Linked DNA regions of Mus musculus: region 2 is linked to region 1. Evidence: chromatin contacts called from public HiChIP or PLAC-seq data. All regions are on one chromosome and are shown on one strand. The core of a region is the stretch at or near the end of the contact, and the rest is flanking DNA. Distances in the headings are between cores, read along the strand shown.

The links. HiChIP or PLAC-seq counts read pairs in DNA pulled down with a chosen protein or histone mark.
Region 2: a contact with region 1 is called in an HNF4G HiChIP or PLAC-seq map of pancreatic cancer cells. The contact joins the promoter of Enpp2 here to the enhancer-like site in region 1. A contact is called at or near these places in 2 of 39 promoter capture datasets (liver and trophoblast stem cells), 1 of 484 Hi-C or Micro-C datasets (uterus), 1 of 115 datasets of contacts at active chromatin or transcription factors (pancreatic cancer cells) and 3 of 9 other capture datasets (adipose tissue, liver and pancreatic islet).

What each region holds. Positions count from the first base shown.
Region 1 is chr15:54,764,292-54,771,636 of GRCm38.p6, reverse strand. It overlaps the pseudogene Gm7577. Among named protein-coding and RNA genes, the nearest start is that of Ccn3, 22 kb to the right of the region's middle. Within about 2 kb of position 3,111, at least 58 of the 459 cell types and tissues checked have an H3K27ac peak or open chromatin away from gene starts, as enhancers often do. A contact at or near this core is called in pancreatic cancer cells, where this site is marked.
Region 2 is chr15:54,915,912-54,923,256 of GRCm38.p6, reverse strand. It overlaps Enpp2 (ectonucleotide pyrophosphatase/phosphodiesterase 2), which reads left to right and starts at 3,111. Exons shown (of 25, transcript NM_015744.4): 1 at 3,111-3,328; 2 at 3,559-3,658. The coding sequence starts at 3,296.

The DNA.
Region 1 (7,345 bases), core at 1,862-4,361:
TTCAGCAAAATCTTGCTAGTGTATGCAATGGTGTCAGCATTTGGAAGCTGATTATGGGATGGATCTCCGGATATGGCAGTTTCTAGATGGTCCATCCTTTCGTCTCAGCTCCAAACTTTGTCTCTGTAACTCCTTCCATGGGTGTTTTGTTCCCAATTCTAAGAAGGGGCAAAGTGTCCACACTTTGGTCTTCATTCTTCTTGAGTTTCCTGTGTTTTGCAAATTGTATCTTATATCTTGGGTATTCTAAGTTTCTGGACTAATATCTACTTATAGGTGAGTACATATTGTATGAGTTCTTTTGTGATTGGGTTACCTCACTCAGGATGATGCCCTCCAGGTCCATCCATTTGCCTAGGAATTTCAGAAATTCATTCCTTTTAATAGCTGAGTAGTACTCCATTGTGTAAATGTACCACATTTTCTGTATCCATTCCTCTGTTGAGGGGCATCTGGGTTCTTTCCAGCTTCTGGCTATTATAAATAAGGCTGCTATGAACATAGTGGAGCATGTGTCCTTCTTACCAGTTAGGACATCTTCTGGATATATTCCCAGGAGAGGTATTGCGGGATCCTCCGGTAGTACTATGTCCAATTTTCTGAGGAACTGCCAGACTGATTTCCAGAGTGGTTGTACAAGCTTGCAATCCCACCAACAATGGAGCAGTGTTCCTTTTTCTCCACATCCTCGCCAGCATCTGCTGTCACCTGAATTTTTGATCTTAGCCATTCTGACTGGTGTGAGATGGAATCTCAGGGTTGTTTTGATTTGCATTTCCCTGATGATTAAGGATGTTGAACATTTTTTCAGGTACTTCTCAGCCATTTGGTATTCTTCAGGTGAGAATTCTTTGTTTAGCTCTGAGCCCCATTTTTTAATGGGGTTATTTGATTTTCTGGAGTCCACCTTCTTGAGTTCTTTATATATATTGGATATTAGTCCCCTATCTGATTTAGGATAGGTAAAGATCCTTTCCCAATCTGCTGGTGGCCTTTTTGTTTTATTGACAGTGTCTTTTGCCTTGCAGAAGCTTTGCAATTTTATGAGGTCCCATTTGTCGATTCTCGATCTTATAGCACAAGCCATTGCTGTTCTATTCAGGAATTTTTCCCCTGTGCCCATATCATCGAGGCTTTTCCCCATTTTCTCCTCTATAAGTTTCACTGACTCTGGTTTTATGTGGAGTTCCTTAATCCACTTAGATTTGACCTTAGTACAAGGAATGGATCAATTCGAATTCTTCTACATGATAACTGCCAGTTGTGCCAGCACCATCTCATTAGATTCGGAGAAAGCATTTGACAAAAATCCAACACCCATTCATGATAAAAGTCTTGGAAAGATCAGGAATTCAAGGCCCATACCTAAACATGATAAAAGCAATCTACCGCAAACCAGTAGCCAACATCAAAGTAAATGGTGAGAAGCTGGAAGCAATCCCACTAAAATCAGGGACTAGACAAGGGTGCCCACTTTCTCCCTACCTATTCAACATTGTACTTGAAGTCCTAGCCAGAGCAATTTGACAACAAAAGGAGATCAACGGGATATAAATTGGAAAGGAAGAAGTCAAAATATCTCTTTTTGCAGATGATAGGATAGTATATATAAGTGACCCTAAAAATTCCACCAGAGAACTCCTAAACCTGATAAACAGCTTCGGTGAAGTAGCTGGATATAAAATTAACTCAAACAAGTCAATGGCCTTTCTGTACACAAAGGATAAACAGGCTGAGAAAGAAATTAGGGAAACAACACCCTTCTCAATAGTCACAAATAATATAAAATACCTTGGTGTGACTCTAACTAAGGAAGTGAAAGTTCTGTATGATAAGAACTTCATGTCTCTGAAGAAAGAAATTAAAGAAGATCTCAGAAGATGGAAAGACCTCCCATGCTCATGGATTGGCAGGATCAACATTGTAAAAATGACTATCTTGCCAAAAGCAATCTACAGATTCAATGCAATCCCCATCAAAATTCCAATTCAATTCTTCAACGAACTAGAAAGGGCAATCTGCAAATTCATCTGGAATAACAAAAAACCTAGGATAGCAAAAACTCTGCTCAAGGAAAAAAAAAAAAAAACCTCCTGTGGAATCTCCATGCCTGACCTAAAGCTGTACTACAGAGCAATTGTGATAAAAACTGCAAGGTACTGGTATGACCCCATTTTCTAATGTCATCACACTGTGGGATCAGGTTTTAATATTTGAGTTCGAGGAGTTGCAAAATCAGCAACTTAGTGTGCTATTGTCACAGTGTGGTCCTTAGCACGGTGCCTGGGACAAATTCAATAGCTGCCACATTACAAATAGCATGTTGATATTATGTTTTTTCACAGTGATGCTCCAACTTTCTTGAATGTGGGGTATTCAGAGGGCACAATTGCATATGCAAGTTGAAAGAAGAGAGATTCAAACTTCCCTTGCTAGGTTTGGAGGCCATTTCTTGAGGAATGAATCTGGCCTACTGCCTGTTTCTATTATTGCTGGCTGAGAAGATGACCAAGGTGGAAAGGTGTTTCCCTAGTAAGCATGCAATCTCAATTTGATCTCCAGCCCCCGCCCCCCCGCCATTTTTAAAAAAGGTGTCAGACATGAGAGCATATACTTATAATCTCAGTGCTGGGATGATGGAGACAGGTCAGGCCTTCTCAACCAGTACCTGGCTAGTCTTAAAGGTAGTGCCCAAGGAACAGCATTCGTGATTGTCCTCTGGACTCTACATGCATGTACACACACACACATACGCACACGCACATGCAGAAATATGTTACTGGAACCCATCTACTCTTGTTGACAAAAGTTCTACCCCTGGTTTTGCATGGTAACAGCAAAACTGAGTAGTTTCAAAAGACAGCATGTGGCCTACAGGGTCTAAAATATTTCCTGTCAGGCCTTTATAGGGAAGGTTAGTGTGTTCACCAATGTCCTTTCATGTTTTCCTCACGTTTACTGTGTGGGTTGTTGATCATTACAAGAGGATTAGACTTTAAAATTACTAAAAATGTTTCTAGTAAAAATAAAATGAAACAGAACAGCATGACCACTGGGTGTCTCTCTTCCCTAAATTTCACAAAAGCCAATGCTGAACCAGCCTTCAGCCAACTGGGGCTGTGACATACCAGACAAATATTGACAGTTGCTAAGGCAACTGGGGTAAAGTATTGGCCAGGGGATAATATAGGCGCCAATTGTGCATGCCATGTTTCTCACATAGGGGAGATACAAAGAGAAAAAAACGAACGAAAAAAACATGTTTGGAGCCCTCTCTTCAACTGTGGCTGAGGAGTAAGTCACAGCTGATGTTTATCTTAAGCCCTGTCCTCTTCAGTCAATTTCTCTTGAACTTAACACTTTAGGGACTTGGGGATTCTTAAGTCAGCTACAGTGCATCACAAGAGGGAACGTTTTCTAAGCAGCACTTCCTTTGTCCAGTTGTGTCTGAAATTTACTTTTCTAAATTATAATGGTAACTGAATTTTTGGTCTGTCTGATTTGGTCGCATGGATGGTTTCTGTAGTAATTCTTTTCATTGCTATTTGTTCTATGCCCTGCTCCTAAAAGGATGCAAAGAGGTGGGGACAGCTGAGTACTACCTTAAGTGAAGTGTGAAGGTCCCAGATACACCAGCTTAGGAGAATATGGGGAGATTATAGGACAATTAGAGGAGCACTATGGAAAGTGGTATCTTTTCCTACTTCAGCTTCCATCTTTTTAGTCTCATGTTCCATGTCTGGAGTAAAGTCAGGACCTGCTGAGAGTTTTCAGTCGGAGAAGGTTAGCTGTGGAGAGGATCAGTTTCCAGAGAGGAAGATCAAGGCTAGTCCCTCATCCTCTCCACTATCCTGCTTGGTACTGGCTGTAAACAAAATGTTGAGTGTTCTAAAGCACCCTGGGTGAATCTAGGCTTTCCTTTCAAGAAGAGTTGGAAGGGCCTTGGGTTGACATTCAGGTTCTCACATCTGCCCCTTGACCAACTTCCTCCTTCTTCCAAGAATTTTTTAAGTAGAGAATCTGATTCAAAGTAACTCATACTTGGATTGTACAGGTCAGTGGGGGGAGTCAGGACTAGTAATATGTAGAGGCTATGGTCTTCCCAGGCTCAGATCCTGTATACAGTCACTCTTTGACCAAGTCATTGTTTTCCTCTCAAGGATTCTGTTTTTCCTCATAGTTATCAGGGGTTGATTACGAAGCTTCACAAGGTAGAGTCACTTGTGTTCCAGTCTGATCTCCAATGTCAAGAAGTCCTTCTCGCTTTAGTATGGTGACTTTCTGGAATGAAATACTACCAACTGCATATCTTCAGCCGTGGGGTGGAGCATGCATTAGTCATTTTTCTCTTGCTGTGATAAAAATGCCACAATCAGGAGCAGCTTTTTGATCCAACAGTGTGTTTTGGTTTATGTTTTCAGAGGGATAAGAGCTCATCTTGGCATGGCAGCATATGGTAGGAACAGGAACCTCAGAGATCATAACTCAGTAGCAAACAGGAAGCCAAGAGGAAACAAGATGGCGTGAGCCTACAAACTCACAAAGCCCATTTCCTGTGAGGTACTTCTTCCAGAACAAGTCCATGTCTGAAAAGTTCTGTAATTCCTCCAAGTGGTGCTACTGACTGGAGAATTGCTCAAATACATGAACCTATAGGAGACATTCCTCATTTTAACCATTGCATCCCACCACACAGCCTCATAGGCACATGGCCAGCTCATAGTGCTAAATGTGTCTAGTCTGACATCAAAACTCCCTATAGTCTTTAATAGTTCCAATACTGTCTAAAAGTTCCAAAGTTTCCCCATTCCCAAGATCCCAACATGGTACAAACTATTTCTGGCTATAAAATATCCTAAAAGAATTCCTGCCACCTCCAAGGCTGCTGGCACTCCAGACTCACCTAAGGATTTGAGTCCATGTTAGACCTAGCAGTATTGTATACCTGTCTGTCTGTCTGTCTGTCTGTCTGTTCGTCTACCTGCCTGTTCCAGAAAGATGTTGTGGGCAGGGGCTCAGATCTTTATTATTTGCTTTTAGAACAATTAATTCATTTTATTTTTGCTTCCTATAACATGATGTGAAACATTTTTTTAATCTCTTAAGCTTTTTCATTGGGTAAACATTAGTCTTTTATCATTATGTTAATTCAAGAATCTCATCAATGACACTATGGACATTATGGGGACAGATAGTTTTCTTCTGTGGAGGGACATTCAGATTCATATCTGAGCTCTACCCACTAATGCCAGTGACAGCTTCACATTGTTATGATCAAAATTGTCTTCAGATAGAACCATATGACAGTTTGGAAGTGTAATCATCTTGGCTTGATTATTATGGAATAGTAAGACCTCAACCATGTCCCCTTTGGATTATCCTCAGTTAGAAATAAAGTTTCAGATGCCAATGGAAGAAAGGGTAGATATTTGACTATCTAAATTGCAAACATCCCTTTATTTTTATCTCTCCAAGATTGAAAAGGTCAGGGATTACAATTAGGGGTAGGTAAACTGCTTGTCACACAATCATGCTGACCGGAATTTGATCCCCAGCACCCAAGTGAAATCACCAGGTATTTCAGTAAGGCCCTTGTCTTAGGGTTTTACAGCTGTGAACAGATACTACGATCAAGACAACTCTTATAGAGGGCAACATTTAATTGGGGATTGCTTAAAGGTTCAGAGGTCTAGTCGATTATCATCAAGGTAGGATCATGGCAATCATGGTGCTGGAGGAGCTGAGAGTTCTACATCTTCATCAAAAGGAAGCCAGGAGCAGACTGTTATCAGGTAACTAGGAGAAGGGTCTGAAAGCTCACCCCTACAGTGACATATTTCCTCCAATAAGGCCACGCCTAGTCCAACAAGGTCACATGTCCTAATAGTGCCACTCCATGGGCCAAGCATATTCAAACCACCACATCCCTTTAGTACCAATACTGAGGAAGCTGAGTCAAGAGGATATCTGAAGTTTAACAGCCACTTGGTGTAGCCAAATCAATAAGTTTCAGGTTCACTGAAAGACCTTATCTCAGGCAATAAGTTGAAGGCTCTTTGCTCCTCCTTGTTCCAGAGATAGCTGCATCTTCTCATGCAGTGCCAGCCTCTGCCCTTAGACATGATGGTGAAGGTCAGAGTGAATGCATTAAGCTATGTTGGGTGCCTGGTTTCCAGGGCTGCCAGCTTACCTGGTAAAGTGGAGATTGTTGCAATCAATGACCCCCTTCACTGACTTCAACTACATGGTCTACATGTTCCAGTATGGCTTTATCCATGGCAAGTTCAACAGTATAGTCAAGACTGAGAATGAGAAACTTGTCATCAATGGGAAGCACATTACTATCTTCCAGGAGTGAGATCCTGCTAACATCAAATGGGGTAATGCTGGTGATGAATATGTCATGGTGTCTACTGGTGTCTTCACCATGGAGAATGTTGGGACCCCATAGAAGGGAGGGGTCTAAAGAGTTCTCATCTGATGCCCCTTCTTCTGATGCCCACATGTTTGTGATGGGTGTGAACCACGAGAAGTAAGCTTGTCAGCAATCCTTCCTGCACCATCAACTGCTTAGCTCCCCTGGCCAAGGTTATCCATGATAACTTTGGCATTGTGGAAGGACTCATGATCATAATCTATGCTGTCACTGCTACTAGAAGACTGGGGATGGACCTTCTGGAAAGCTGTGGTGTGACTGGTATTGGGCTGCCCAGAACATCATCTTTGCATCCACTGGTGCTGCCAAGGCTGTATGTAGGCAAGGTCATCCCAGAGCTGAATGGGAAGCTCGCTATCATGGCATTCTCTGTTCCTATCCCAGTGTGTCTGTTGTGGATCTGACATTCCACTTGGAGAAGGCTGCCAAGTTTGATGACATCAAGAAGGTGGTGAAGCAGGCATGGGCAGGCCCACTGAAGGGCATCCTGGGCTATACTGAGGTTGTCTCCTGTGACTTTAACAGTGACTTCTACTCTTCCACCTTTGATGCTGGGGCTGGCATTCTTCTCAACTACAACGTTGTAAAGCTCATTTCCTGGTACGCCAATGAATACTCTATAGCAACATGATGGTGAACCTTATGACCTACATGGCCTCCAAGGATTAACATGTCCTGGACCATCCACCCTAGCAGGAACATAAGATCAAAAGAGAGGCCATGGGCTGCTGAGGAGTTTCTGTTCCAATTCAGCTCCCAGCATTGAGCATCTCCCTCACAGTTCCCATTCCAGAACTCCGTAATGATGGGGGAGGCCTCTAGATCTCTACTCTCTTGAATATCATCGATAAAGTTTGCTGAGCCCACAAAACCAAAAATATAAAAATTAGTTGGAAAGTGATAGAAGAG
Region 2 (7,345 bases), core at 1,862-4,361, 150 kb before region 1:
GAGCCATAGAACCCTTTCATGAAAAGATAGACTGTGCATTTCTGTAAATGCAACTGCTGTATCGCAATCAAGCAACACACTGCTGCTTTGTATAAACAGCAAAGTAAATAAGTCACTGCTCTGAAGTTCCCAGCATCCAGAATACTCCCCTGCTGGAGCGCCCCAGCTTGTCATTGAGAGATGGAAAGTTAAAGTCCAGTGAACACTATTAGTAATAGATTAAAATTAGATTATGAATTAGGTCCAGCCGTTCGACATGTGAGGCACTGACAATCAAGTCACTGTCGTTTATTCTTATGTTTTCCTAAATGTGGTCCTTGCATGGCTTGTATCAGAACAAACCATTGTGTCCTTCTTGTCTGTCCCCTAAAGTCTCCTTTCTTCTCTTACCCCTTAGAACCAGTGGAGTAGAATCTCGGGACAAGGCATACATATCACATTTTAATACCTGCTCCTCAGGGGGATCCTTATGGGCCATAACGTTGGAGACTAGAGTGTTCTTGAGGCCAAGTTGCTTACCAGGTATTTACAGGGTTAGGGTTTTCTCTGCCAGAGGGCAGTGTTCTCTGAAATATGCTGGGTTCATAAGCCACACTGGACGTTTACAGCTTTTTTTCGCCCCTATATTCTTTTTGCTGTATTGAGCCAGCCAGCGATGTGTGTCAAAACCTTAAACACAATAACAGGTGAGCTTTATTTCTTTTGAAATATTTTGTACTGTAGTCTAGTATTTTAGGTGGATTTTTTTTGACCTATTGTCTACATTACCAGGCTCAGAGTTTTCTTTATTTGAGATAATGAGAGTTAATTGTGTTTTACAGTTGATTCGATGCCAAGATAAGGCTATCCTCCTGACTGCCTAATCTATAATGATTACCTTGTAGTAAAAATCTGCTTGCTTTCTGTCTTGCCCAGCAGCCCTGTTGGGGGTGGAGACATGAGAATTGCTGAGGACTTCTGGCTGCTAGCCTGGCTCGGGCTTCAGTGAGACTCCCTATTTCAACAGAATAAGGGACAGAGTAATAAGGAAGGACACTCAAAGCCCTTCTGTGGCTTCCACACATGGAAAGCACATATACCTTCATATACATATGCACATATAAAACACACACACACACAATTTGCTTAACTATAGCTAGATGGTGTGTATGCATTTAGACACCTGTGTATATTCTTATATGTGTATGTGCATGTTTATGTGTACACATGTATGTGTATGTACATGTGTATGTGTGTGCATGTGTATATTTGTATATATGCACGTGTATGTAGGTGTGTGCATGCTCATGTGTGCATGCTTTGTCCAGTCCCTGATGCACAGTGATCTGGGTGAAAATACAATTCTTTGGCAGAATGGCTCACAGAAACAGTGGCTCATCTTGATCCTTTTCGATCAATGGGTAATCCAGTGCTGTACAGATCATGATATACGTGACCAACTTGCTCTCACGCTTTGTGGCCCCCTCTCTCCTGCACAGCTAGTTTGCTTTCCATAAAAATAAAACAACAAAATACAAAATGATCTTCAGTTTCTGAGCTGTATTTTTTTTTCCTTCCAAGGAGAGCCTAGGTTTTCTTAGAGATGGGTTTCTATGTCAGAGAAAGTCTCAAGTTTCTGGGACCTACAGGCTGGGGAGGCTGGAGAGAAAAGGAGGCCATTTGTTTTCAGATCCTCTGTAGCATGCAGGGTACACTGAAATAACAGTGCAGACCCAATGATTTCCTTTTGGTTTACAGATTTCCCTGAGAACAGCAGATTTGCATCTCGAGATGGAATATATAGTAGAAAAACCTTACATGGGGTTAACATCTTTTAGAAGCCTTGCTAAATAATGAACTCCAGATCAGTTTAGCTTGGCATACAGACTAAAGCAAGAGGCTTGTAGATAAATTCATAGCCTGCCCGCTCTGCGAGAGTCCAAAGCTAAGAGGATCCTAGAAGAGCCACTGAGTGTCTGGCAGTGTCTCTTCTTCTTTTCAATGAGCTGTTTACTAAATTCTAGAGTTTCTAATGAAACCCAGGCTTACTCTGCGATCCACGTAAACAAGCTCTTGGCTTTTGTGCTATCGGGTTTTATGCGAGCAGAGCCACGGGGGCTTCCTTTAAGCAGTTGCTGCCTGGAAGGTTCCTGTTTGTTTACGTATGCACATATGTGCTCTGCAAGAATGATCGTCAAGGGGCCCGGTAGGGGAAAGCCAAAAACAAGCCTCCCCTCATTTGAATCCTAAAGGCATATAATATGGAAACGACTTTCCGATTTAGAGGCTTCTAAATTTGGTGTGGTTGCCAAGTTGCAAAATTGCTTAGGATAGAAGCTTCAACACACACAAGAGCCTCCCGGGACAGTCTCTTCAAAGGAGATGCGCATTTGACAGGAATTCTTGCAGCCATTGCCACTTTCAAGCTAAATTCAAGGCTAATGAAGCTCCCTCCCCTACTGTCCTTTATGCCTGCGTCCTACCCCACCCCCACTCCACAGACAAGCTGACTTTTGTCAGGAATGGGTAGAGACTGGAATGATATTGTCTGTTTCTCATACTCAGAAGGGCTTTATGCAGCTTAAGCTGGCAGCCCCAGTATTTTGATAAAAGTTACTAGTGTAAAATTTAACAACATGAAGGGAAAATAATGTTATCTCTCGTGTGAGTTGCAATTTTGGAAGCTCCCATTGTGTGAAGCTCCCAAGGAATCAGAAGTAGCTGACAATGTATTTATATAGATACAGGGTCATTCCAACTGCCAGAAAAATAAACAAATGGTAAAGACAGAGATTTGTTTGGTTTATAAATTGTACCCCCCCCCCTTGTTTAAAAAAAAAACCCTGAAGTTGGGGGGTTGAGGGCATCAAATAACTACATAGTAAACGCTTCGAGCTGATGGGAAATTCTGGGCAGCTCTGATTCATTTTTATCGGATAAAGTACATTTGGTTTCTCTTTTGACAAACCATGTATTTGAGAGGGAAGAAAAAAAAAATCGAACATGCACTGTTATTGGCCACAGCTACACAAGAAGTCCTCCGGTTGCCAAAGGATACCACATGAAAGTGTCTGTTCAAGGGGAGGGGCCGGTCGGGGGGTGGGGCCAAGAAGGATGTTGCCTTAAGCCTCTTCTGCTCAGAGTTGCAATTTGTGAACCAACTGTGATGAAATCGAGCTCTGCACGAATCAGATGCGCCTGTCAACTTCCCAGGTGGGATTGCTTGGAGTTAACAGCCTGAACGCAGAGCCCCGAAAGCAGAGCATTCAGGGCAAGCAGAGAACACCCTGCAGAGGTTTTCCAAGAATCCCTCGGCATGGCAAGACAAGGCTGTTTCGGGTCATACCAGGTAGGAGGATGGTACGGTGACTAGCGAGGTGCCGAATCTCTCCGATCACTACCATTTGAATTCGATTTTTTTTCTTTTTTCTTTTTCCTTGTTCAAATTCAGACATCATCTGAGAATGCCTTTCCGAATTGGCAGGATTCGGGTTGTTAGGGTCATCTGAACTGCTTCCATGCACTTTGAATGCATCTAATCTAGTTGTGTTTGACAACTTGATCTCCTTATCCCCTTAGGTAATATCCTTGTTCACTTTTGCCATCGGCGTCAATCTCTGCTTAGGATTCACAGCAAGTCGAATTAAGAGGGCCGAATGGGATGAAGGACCTCCCACAGGTAAGAGTATCCGTTATTAGCAGTTTTGTTTCTTTAACAGTACTGTGCAGGGCGATACATTTAGCCCAAGGTGAGAATAGGTTATCGCTTTAATGTTGGAGAAGGATGGGGCTGACAGGTTCCACGTGGTGGTACAGAGGGTTGAGACGGCTGTGTTGTGTAAAGTACATTATTTGCTATCAGAAAGTTCTATCCTAGGAATGAGAAAAAAGGAAGTTAAAAAAGGCAATAAACTTTTTTTTTTAAAAGTGAAACTAGAAATTTATTTATAACTTTGGGACTAAGATTTACTGAGACTAGGGGAACCCTCAAGGTGAGTTTAGAGAGGAGATCTGTGATCGCTGTGTTTCCTTCTGGAAGAAGGCAAGGTGAGTTTTCGGAGCTGACTTAACTAACACAGCTGGAGTGAATGGGGCTCCTTTGCAGTGGGCTGTACCCAGCGGAGTGGGGCTTCATAAAGGAACGTTTGTGCAGGCTGAGGGGGCCTAGCTGACCTGGTCTTAAGCAATGGCTTGGTTAATTTCCTGGAAATTGGAGCTGCTGATGGTTTCAGAATTAAAAATTGCATTCGAAATGACAGGTACTCTAGGGGGCAATATTTTCTTCCCTTTCTCTGACATCACAGTATGTCTTCTGTCTCCCCGGGAATTTGGTGTTTCTCTGTGTTTCTTGATTGGCACTCTATGAAACACCACCTGCCTTTATACCACCATAAATGTGTATTATTAAATGAGGCATAGTGGAATACTGAATCTTCCACATGGCAAGTTATCTGACTTAGGCTTGAGAAGAAGGTTGAAGGTACAGTAGGTGATGAGGGTGAAGGAGCTGCAGTGTGTTTTGGAGAAAGAATGTGAAAACAGATCTTAAAAAACTGTGGCCCCGGGGAGCCTGAGGGACAAAACTGCATTGTGTTTCTTTGGGGAGAGAGGAGAGGGATTGCTGGGCCAGAAGAGAAGGCTGTTTTTATTGGAGGCAAACACTGTCTTCAAAGCCTTCTTTTTGACCCTCGCTAAGGCTGATTGTGACAGGGGACTAGGTCCTTGGCCTGAGCATGCAGCTCTGACAGCCCATGGCCGGGTCTTTCCACTGTGCGGAAAAGGAACCAATTTTCTGCTTTCTTTAAATGATAGTGGCAGGAATCGATGCTGTTTCTTTGATGACTGCATTATTTTCAAACTTGGCCATTATTTTTTTTTTTGGACTATGGATCATCAAAGTACCAGCCTGGGACCCTGAGTCCATATTAATAAGTGCTCCTTTCACAGGCAAGTCACTTGTAATGCCTCAGCCCTCAGCAATGAGCATCAGTTTAGAAGACTTTATCTTCTAGATTGTTAAAAATAAAATAATAAAAAAACATTTCCTCCATCCTGTTTCATCTCCTATTAAATGTGTGTGATCTCTACCAGAAAATGTGAAAAGTATGGATTAAATGTATTAGTCCCTGAAAACACTGCTCATATAATAAACTACTTCCATATGTTGTAGGGAATAGATACAAGACAAGTAATGTCAATATTACTTCTGGAAACTAGTCTAGTCTACAGTACTGCTGATCAATTAGATAGCGTTAGACCTACTACAGAGTACTGCTTCTTGACTTGTTAATGGAATCAGTATCTGGAGCCTTAGGGTGTATAGTGATAGTTCACTTCATCTCCGTGAAGCTTAGTTTTAGGGCACCACACAGTTTATATCCGAGTTTCAGGATTTTGGTAGACTTATGTGGCTTTTCTTCTTAAGCTTTCTTGTGATGCAGCTTACCTGCTGTCTACACACTGGGGTTCATTTCTGCTTAAGTAGAAAAGACAAAAGATTCCTTTTAGAAATCGGGAAAGGCAGAGTGTAGACAGGTTTTCTATCTTTTTAAATTGCTAACTACACTTGCAAGGGGGAACCTCCTAAATAATACTAGTGATAGGTGGTTCTATTAGCAAAACTTGAGTCAGAGAACATTGGGTGAATCTTTTTCTACACTTTAAAAAATAAAAGTCAAAAGAGAAAGCATCCTAGGATCTTATTTATTTATTTATTTATTTATTTATTTATTTATCACAGCATGCTTGGGCTCTAAAGATATCCTGCAAATTCAGTGCTATCAGGTGTTTCACAAACAAGAAACGCAATGACTGTTCATTTATATGTGGCCAGAGCAAGAACCACCATTCAAAAGCATACAACTTCTTGATTAGTCCTCAGGGTTCCTGGGCAACAGCTGAGAACATTTGCATGCATGAATACTCTCATTGGTACACTTTGAACTGAGATGTCTGCTCCAAGGTTGTGACCATGGAAAAAAACTTATAATTAATTAACTAGTACACTTTTTAGCTGGATTTCTTGTTAGGACCTGATGATCTACTAGAAGCAGGAGGGGGATGAGACCTCTTTCAGATCCTGGGATGTGTAGGAGGTGTGAAATGACCAGAGTGAGTTATAAGGCTTGGAAAAGGGACACTAAGGTCAGCAGGGTGGCAGAAATAGCATTTTAAAGGAACAATAAGTGCAGTTGAGTTGGAGATCTTTGTTTAAACATCCGACGTGGTCACTCTGTTTATCTATAAAATGGAAAGAAAATGTGTGTGCATGCAGTTGTCTACACACAGGCACACACATGGAATTGGCGTGCCTGGAGTTGTGCAGGAGTCTGCGTGACAGAAGCTATGCGCCTTTCAATACTCTTCCAGTCCCCAAGTAGCCATGGACACTCTTTGAAATAGAAGCCATGTGACTCTTGACTGACAAAATGGCATTTGTGAGCTTGGGAATACTTGGATAATAAAAATTTGATAACTCGGTCTAATTTATCGCCATTTTTATGGGCTTGAAAGGAAAGTTTAAGAGCACGGGAGTGACGAATTTGTGGGTAAATACGAGACGAAGAGCACAGCTAACAACTTTATTGGGAAATGCAAAGTGGTTGCTAGGGACGAGGAGCCCCTTGTTCCTTGATAATTTTAGGAGTCTCAGTGTACAGTTGAGAGCACTTTCAATAACATTCCAGCAGAATGCAGGAAGATCTAGAACTGAGAGATGATCAGCCATCACTCTGTGAGGACAGTGACCAAATGGGGTGTACCACTCGGCGTGACTGCGTGCTAGACTGAACACAGAATTTGAGGAGTTTGAGTCAATAAAATGAGGTCACCCGAGTTAAGACTCAATGACGCCATTGGGTTTACAGTTGACTGTGGAGTGGGGCTCAGGGTGGTGATTTCTCCATTTTTTTTTAATACAGCTGAGAATTCTCGATAATGTTTCTATATCTGAAACTTCAGTGTGCTTTGTTCAACATATTTTTTTTTGTTTTTTTGTTTTCCTTGATTTTTCTTTTATTGAAAATAGATTTTTTCATACAGTACATTCCAATTATGGTTTCCCTCCCCCAACTCCTTTTAAGTCCTCCCCACCTCCTCTCCTGTCTGAATCCACAGTATTTCTGTTTTTCCTTAGAAAACAAATAGGCATCTAAATAATAATAATAAAGTAAGATAAAACAAGCAAGCAAACAAGCATAGGACAAAACAAACAGAAGAAAAAGAGCCAAAGAAAAAGTACATGAAACATAAAGATGCGCGCGCGCACACACACACACACACACACACACACACACACACACAAGAATCCCATAAAAAAATCACGAGATTTTTTAAACTGATAAAAATCAACCAGTCTTTCAAAATC